2 separate regions of the Zea mays genome follow, and region 1 is linked to region 2. A link is a contact called in public Hi-C data. All regions are on one chromosome and are shown on one strand. Each heading gives the region's core, a stretch centred on a gene start, on an enhancer-like site or on the middle of the called end of the contact. The rest is flanking DNA. Distances are from core to core; before and after follow the strand shown.

Region 1 (4,146 bases), core at 1,473-3,972, 53 kb after region 2:
AATACATGCCAATTGAAACTCAATCCATAGAATTGAAGCTCAAATGATTATGTTGGCGCCGATCCAGGCGCCAATCACTGCAATGAGTACTGGCGGCGGCACTCTCTGCGAAAGTGCGGACAGTCCACGACCGAGGGCCGGACGGTCCGCGACCTGACGTGGAGGTTAGGGTTCCTTCCTAACGAGCCGGATGATCCACGTGTGCGCAAAGGCAGCGGAGTTCGTCGAACAACACCTAGATCACGCTTTCGAGAGGGACCCCGTAGGGGAGAGAGATCCTAGGGGTTGTTCTGGGATCGAAATGCCACCCAAGAGCTACTAGATCTATCAGGCCTAACTCATATTAGCCAGAGAAGAAGTGATCATGGAATTTTAGTTCTAAATTCTTCCACAAATAAATAGAGTTAGGCGGCAGCGTGACGTACCAAGCAAATGTAGTCCCAGTTGGAGACAATGAAAATAAACGGACGCGTAATGCCTCTGTATCGGCCAATTCTCCTAACTATGATAGGAACTGTCCTATGTGCTCGTGCATGCTTTTACCTTGCTCACACAAAAATTTTGCAAATTTGGGTATCCTTGTTCCTTGTGGGTACGAGTGTAGTCAAATCGACTGTCATAGGGTTTTCGATATGATTGTCCTCCCCCGGGATCATGCTAACTTCGAGCTTATCTCAGAACGCCCAACTATCTCTTCTCTTACTATGTCAATAGCGGGTGGTGTTAGTCCACCGACCCTTTGGTCCAGCACAAGTGTGGGTGTTTTGGGTATTATGTTGTCTTACTGCCCATGTGGTTGGGTTATGTGGAACATTAATGTTGCCCCTGGTGGCTCATATGGCTGGTCGTCTCTTTCCGGCCTTCTAGGGGGCCGAAAAGTACTCATCCCCACGTGTCTGGACTGTCGTATTATGGTACTGAGGTGCCATGGGGTGTAACAGAAGGTTTGGCTGGGACAGACATAAAGATGAGGAATGATAATTAACATTACGTTCCATATACTCTGTGTCGGAATGTCTGGTATCAGATCGTCCGGCTGTGTGCGCGGACTGTCTGATCGTATAGCCGGACCTTCCGGTGATGTATTCGGACTGTTGGACCATATGCGCGGACGGTCCGAAAGGGTCTGTTAGGGTTTGTGCAAAATATGGTGGCCATGGCGCGGACTTTGGTAACTCGGTTCGGAAAACGGGGCCGGTCGCAGCTGGTCCGAACAGTCCGCACTCAGGCGCGGATGGTCTGGCCGTGCGCAGATCGACGAATTTACCCCCGATTTGTGCAGGAGACCGTGGTTGTCCAAGATATGTATCTATCGGCATCCCATAAAGTGGTTGGGATTGGCCATGTCAATTTGTAGTCGATGGATCGTGTGCATTTTCCCTAGTCTTACCCTCATGCGATGAAAAATTAGCAACATCGGATTTACCAAATATACGTGCTAGCCTCTTATAATCCTCTTGCATACCCCTAGTATCTGTTGCATGTGTTCTCGTTGCTCATCTAGTAAGATCTAAGGGATTGAATTTCGTTTGTTTCACTTACTTTGGGGTAGTTGTAGTAGATCGGAGCGAAGCCAGATCAGTCACCAGTTGTCGAACGACCTTGTTGTTTCTATTCACTTTGAAGTTGGCTAGTCACTTTGCTTTTGCTTCCTTGATCAACTGGAGCCGACAAGGTTTCCCAAGTTAGCTCAATGATATTGATGGGGAGACATCAGAGCTACCTTTTGAACCGGCCATTAAGAGCCGATCTGATAGGTCCTCACACGATGTCCCCAACAGAGTCACCAAAAAATGTGTTGACGCCGATCCGGGTGCCAATCACTATGATGAGTATTGACGGTGGTGCTTCCTGTGAAACTACGAACGGTCCACGGTCGGGGGCTGGACGTTCGCGACCTGGCGCAGGGCGGGCAGGGGCCTTGGTCCCCTAACCCTCTCGTACTGCTTATGTACATACAATATAAAACATAGATTTTTCTTTGGTCAAAATAAATTTCTCTATTTAAATAAAATTTTGTTGTATTTTTAAAGTAAAACACAGAAGTGGTCCACGGTCCGGGCTAGACGTCCGCGACCAGCGCAGGGCGGGCAGATGCCTTGGTCCCCCTAACCCTCTCGTACCGTTTATGTACATACAATATAAAACATAGATTTTGCTTTGGTCAAATCAAATTTCTCTATTTAAGTAAAAATTTATCGCATTTTTTAAGTAAAACACAGTCAAAAACCGTTTTCTTAAATTTAAAAATGAAAACAGGCCAGGAAATTTGAAAAAAACCGTTCGTTTTTTCGTTCTGGGCGATTAGCGAGAAACTAGTAAAAAACGGGATGATTAACCTGATTGCCACAACACGCATCACAATTCACAAGTGGCATGGGCAGACAAGAAGTCCGCCTTGCGAAGTCCGCCCTGTTGCGTTGAGAAAGAGAAGAGGTGAGCCTGTTGCAGTGTTGCCCGTCTCCGGCGCCTCCAAAGTCCCACGACCCCAAAACTCTGTGGGCCCGCGAACCCATTCTCCATATACACAGGGGTAACGCTCCGCCTCGCAGCCAGCAGGACACCACTCATCTTCCTTCCCCCCCGCCTCGTTTCCATCGCCGCCACTCTCTTGCTCCCCCGTACCATCCCTCGCCACCGCCACCGCCGTCGCTATGCAGAGCCTCCTCGTGCCCACTGCTGCATCGGCCCCGGTGGCGGCTCCGCGGGCTCGGCGGAATCTCCCTATGCGCCTCTCCGTCCGCGCCTCCGCGACGGCGGCAGCGGCACCGCGGCGGGAGACGGATCCCAAGAAGCGGGTGGTGATCACGGGGATGGGGTTGGTCTCCGTGTTCGGGAACGACGTAGACGCTTACTACGACCGCCTGCTAGCCGGGGAGAGCGGCATCGGGCCCATCGACCGCTTCGACGCCTCTAAGTTCCCCACCCGCTTCGCCGGCCAGATCCGGGGCTTCTCGTCCGAGGGCTACATCGACGGAAAGAACGACCGCCGCCTCGACGACTGCCTCCGATACTGCATCGTCAGTGGCAAGAAGGCTCTCGAGGCTGCCGGTATTGCCCACGGCTCCAAGCCCATGGAAAAGGTAGCTAGCGCTGGAAACACACCTCGGAATGCCTTTTGTTCTAAATGCTGCACTTTTAGTGGCAAGTAGAGCTGCCAATTGCCTAGTTACGTTGGGATCTTTCCGTCAGATATTAACTGTCCTGTGGTATCGCACTTTTGATAAACCAGGGGACGTTGCTTGGTTCATTGTGTGATGGTGATTACAATTTCCTTTTTTCTTTGGATTGAGATGTGATCTCCGGGGATAATGAGATTCGTCACCTTGATGGCTTAGATACAGAGACGCCAAGTAGTGGCAGGATATGCCATCTTAGCTTGGCCTGAGGAGTAACACTTGTGCTCAGTTTTTATTTACATTGTAAATGTGGTGTCTTATAGGGCAAAAGAGCAAATGTCCTGCATTTAGAATGATATTTAATCTTCTTTATTTTTAGTGTATATCTGATATAAAAACTGGGTGACTTTTAAATGGCATATATAATAATGGCATGCTACTATGCTTTGAGGCCACTCAAAGCCAAATGTGGTGTACTGGAAATTACTCTTGTGAGTATGCCAAATGTGGTGTACTGGAAATTACTCTTGTGAGTAAATTGCCTTCGCTTGGCTCTTACTTTCAAGGTAAAATAAGTGAAGATTAGTGCTTAATAAATCATGGCTGCAACAATGCCTTTTGAAAATTCATTTAAACTTAGTAGAACTCAGTATAATATATTTGTGACTAGTTTTAACTGAAACAAAGGTGTAGTTTAATTAAAAAGAATGATTGGTGCAACAGGTTTAATTCAGAGTAATGTACAAGCTTTGCGAAAATCTGTTGTTTCATTTGATGATTCACTTGCACTATGGTGTTTTTTCTAGCAAAGTTCTCTCTTCTTCCAGGCTTATTGTGGTGGGATAATGTCATCAAAAGTATATTTTAATCATTAGTTTGTATTAGAATATTGCTGATCTCTACAAAACCAATGTTGCATTAAAAGTAGTTCGTATAAATCTATTGATATAACTTTTATTTCCTCAACATGCATAATTTGACTAATTGTTGCCGAGGCATACGAAGTATGATTTCTTCAAAACAAACA
Region 2 (3,864 bases), core at 560-3,059:
ATTGGTCTATGTAAATATAATTGTGGGTTAAACTGATAAACATGTATGTGAATTGATGAGTGGTGAATTGTTCTAATTTGGTGTTACATTGACGTGGTTTGTGAAACTATGAGCATAATTACTATTTTCTATTGTTAAATTAGTTTAAAATTAACTAAAAATTAATTATTATATACATATTATTTTTCTGCTCTCCCTTGCGAGCTAAACGAGCCATCTCGAGCTTGTAAACGAGCCAAGTTGAGTTGACTCTGTGGCTCATTAGCTTAACGAGCTGAGCCGAGCTGGCTCGTTATCCAACCATACTCTCACGTTCTAGTGAAGTTTTATGTTTTTCCCATTAAACATGATATTGTTCTTGCAAATGGTTCCGAAATTTGTGTATAGAGTTCTAAAAGCTGCATATAGAGTTCTAAATATGCGTACAAAATAGACACAAGTCTATATGATTCACTGATTCCAAATATGGACTAAATTGCTTGATTGGATGCTCTATAGGAAAATGTTGCAAATTGTAGAAATAAAAAAAGTCTAACACATAGCATATTCTTTTCGATCGTAGTAGCCCAGAGTTTATTAATAAAAATAAAAGAGAATAAAAAGAGAAGGCACATAACACGAATATCGGACGGAAAATTGTTTTGGGGAGTTACTCTCGGCTTGCCAAATGTGAGGACAAGAAAGGATAAAGCAGCGGCTTCTTAAATTTAGCATCATTGTTTAGGGCATCATTGGAGTTGGAGACAAGTTTTTTTTTCTAATAACTCTTTAAACTAAGTTTTTAAAAAACTTTTTATATAACAGTTGGAGATGCTCTTGATGTGTATTTGGTTCTCTGACTAAATTTTAGTTCGTGTCACTTTAAATGTTTGAATGATAATTATGAATATTAAATATAGTTTAGTTATAAAACTAAACATAGAGATAAAGATTAATAGATTAGATAAATTTATTAAACCTAGTTAATCCTTGATTAGCAAAAAAAAATTATTATAGCATTGCATGGTTGAATCGTATACTAATTAGGTTTAATAGGTTTGTCTCGTTGTTTATTTCTTATCTATATAATTAGTTTTTTAATTGAACTACATTTAATGTGTTTTAATATTATATAAACAGCTAGTGTGTTAGGAAATAAAATTTAGTGCTTATTTGGCAACACCATTTTCCAAAATATTTCTATTTTTCGAAAAGAAATTAGTTTATTTTTTTTGAGAAAATGATAATTACTTAGAAAAATATTATTGTCAAACTAGCCTTTATTGGGTATAATAGAAAGAATATCTTAGCACTTGTTGTTGCCGGTTACCTTCGTGCGTGCATACGTGGGCTGTCCAGAAGAACCGTGCGCCGCCGCTCTCGTGCATGCGAGTGACATCTGAGTATCTGAGCCACTCTCTTCGCTCTCGACAGACGCTTTTGTACTTTTGTGCCTCTGAGCTCAATCCTTTTACATTACCATCTAAATAATTACATAACATAAAACCTTCGGTTTTTTCCTTTTTAGTTTGATTTCACAACCCTTTGAAAAGACGTTCAAAGGGTTCTAAAAAACTCGAGATAGATCTAATTAGACTTTTTATACTTTTTTCTGAATTTCTTATTTTTCCACTCTGGAATATAGAGCGGACTGGTTAAAAAAAGAAATCCTATTTAGTATAATAATTGGATAAAAGGAAAAAAAAACAGAACCGATACTTGTGTGCTGCCTGAAAGCCTGGATTCTCGTCGTCGTCGGAGTACACTTGGTCCAAATTGGTACGATGTTATACGTTCCTAACAAACCAGAGCAACAAACAAAGCAGGCTTCGGCCCATACAGTGTATACTTTCGGGGCTCCATTTCTGTCGTGGGATGGGGCTCTACAACGTGCGCCCACATCTATGCATTCGCGGCCCCGTATTTGGTATGTACGCCTCCTTTACTACTTAATATATGTTGAACTTTTTTGTCAAAGAAATACATGTCTAGCGTTGTTTTTTTTGAAACGAATAGTACCTACAACTATATCATCATTATATATATGTCATAACATGTTAGTTAAAAGGCGTACATTTGTCCAAGGTGTCAAGCATATTAGTGTAAGGGAGCATTTAATGGTTGATGGACGACACAAATTGTGTATTTATGGGACAACATAACACATGTTAACTTACTCTACATTAGTTTTTTAAAATAATGGTAGACACAGTGTTATCATAAAACAGTGAAATATAAATAGTTGGTTACTTGACGTTTAGACATTAATTATTCAGGTTAAACAGACAAAAACGATAACTTAAATGGGATAAATGATCAATTAACTAGAAACGACATTCTATTATATATACTCCCTCCATTCTAAAATAGTATTCGTTTTAGGTATTAATAGATTCATACAATATTTGATGTATGTATTTTTATATATGTGTCTAGATTCATTGTCAATCATTTGAACATGGACAAAAAAAAACACAGAGAGCTAAAGCAAACAATATTTTGGAACGGAGGAAGTAGTATTTAAACTGTGTATATATAAACAGGCTAAACTAACTGTTTAGAAGAACCATAGGCATAAGTATTAACCTATATGTAGATTTAAGGGGTTACATTAAATTGCATATAACAATGGCATAATGGGCAATTGGGATGTGAATTTAGAGGTTATCTTAAATTACATTTTTTGATGGTATGAGTGCACAGTTTAGAAATAGGTTTAGGAGTATTTAGAAAATAAAACAGATCTGATTACTATTACATGGTGATTAGATGACTCTAATACTGAATTGAGTGCTCGATCTTCATGTTGCTTTTAGCTTTTTCTTGTTTTTGATTATGGAAACAACAACATTTTGCAATATCTTGCAAACGGCCTTACAAATAAAAAAAAGACAACCATCCATCTCATAAATATTCTCAGATTTAAAACATCAACAAATCAAGCTCCTACTAATCTAGCGTTGGACCTCCATCCATGGCTTGCAAAGATCTCTATAATCACCACCTCTAAGGATCGATATACCGCAAGGACCTCGTGTTGAGGTTGTTCTTTCTGCAACAATCTCCAGAAATATTTCTTGAGATGTTGTCTAGATAAGTTTGTGGAAGAAACCCTATTATGTTGTTACGTGCATCAGTTTTTGTAGCAGTATATGATTTTTTTTTAAAAAAATGGAAAGTTACAGGAGAGAAAAAAAAGGGGGGAAAGCATGGTCTAGAGTCAGACGCCGTAGAGAATCACTAGCCGCGCGAGCGCTTGGCCGCCACTTTGTCATCCATCAGTCGCTGACCCGCTGGCAGCAGCATCTATCGGAAGGCGTGAAATCTTGGAGGTCCGCTGGTGCATTCCAGTGCCCACGTGTCGAGCCGAGCCCGAGCCACCAGCCACACAGGTGAAGCTGGTCGTCGTCCGGATTCTCAAATCAACCTTCCGGATCCGGTGACCAGGAAAGCTTCACAGTCCTGTCCAAGTCCAGCAAGAGTTCGTTCACCAACCTCCATCAACGCCCGCTGTTGACGTACACGTACACGTACACGGCACAGCCTTCGCTGCATCTTGGCCGTGCCCGTGCTGGCTCGATCTGCGGGCTACGTGCGATCTCCTGGGCAACGGGGAGGACGCGGACCGCGAACACCATGCGTTGCGTACTCAGCGTTGTTTTCACAGGGTCAAATAGTTAACGTGCGGACGGTACACACTGATCCTCAGACAGAGCAGATACTACCGGTACCGGCTTGCTGTTGGATGCACTATACAACTCTGCACCTAGTTTCTCGGCTCATTTATGTAGTGCTTTTATTATTAATATGTTTATGTTTGTTTTAGCATAATAGTACTGTTTTTTAGTCTTTAATGTCTATGTCGACCTAAAAATCTGCTTGTTT

The links. A called contact is a pair of places that touch in the nucleus more often than the background predicts.
Region 1: a contact with region 2 is called in a Hi-C map of leaf, with 7 times the contacts expected there. The contact joins the promoter of LOC100279707 here to the enhancer-like site in region 2. A contact is called at or near these places in 7 of 25 Hi-C or Micro-C datasets (bundle sheath, endosperm, leaf and 1 more) and 2 of 3 datasets of contacts at active chromatin or transcription factors (leaf and seedling).

Annotation. Positions count from the first base shown.
Region 1 is chr9:12,548,177-12,552,322 of Zm-B73-REFERENCE-NAM-5.0, forward strand. LOC100279707 reads left to right here and starts at 2,723. Exons shown (of 7, transcript NM_001152667.1): 1 at 2,723-3,083. The coding sequence starts at 2,727.
Region 2 is chr9:12,496,467-12,500,330 of Zm-B73-REFERENCE-NAM-5.0, forward strand. No RefSeq gene overlaps it. Among protein-coding and RNA genes, the nearest start is that of LOC103637942, 38 kb to the left of the region's middle. Within about 2 kb of position 1,810, at least 17 of the 20 cell types and tissues checked have an H3K27ac peak or open chromatin away from gene starts, as enhancers often do. A contact at or near this core is called in bundle sheath, endosperm, leaf and 2 more, where this site is marked.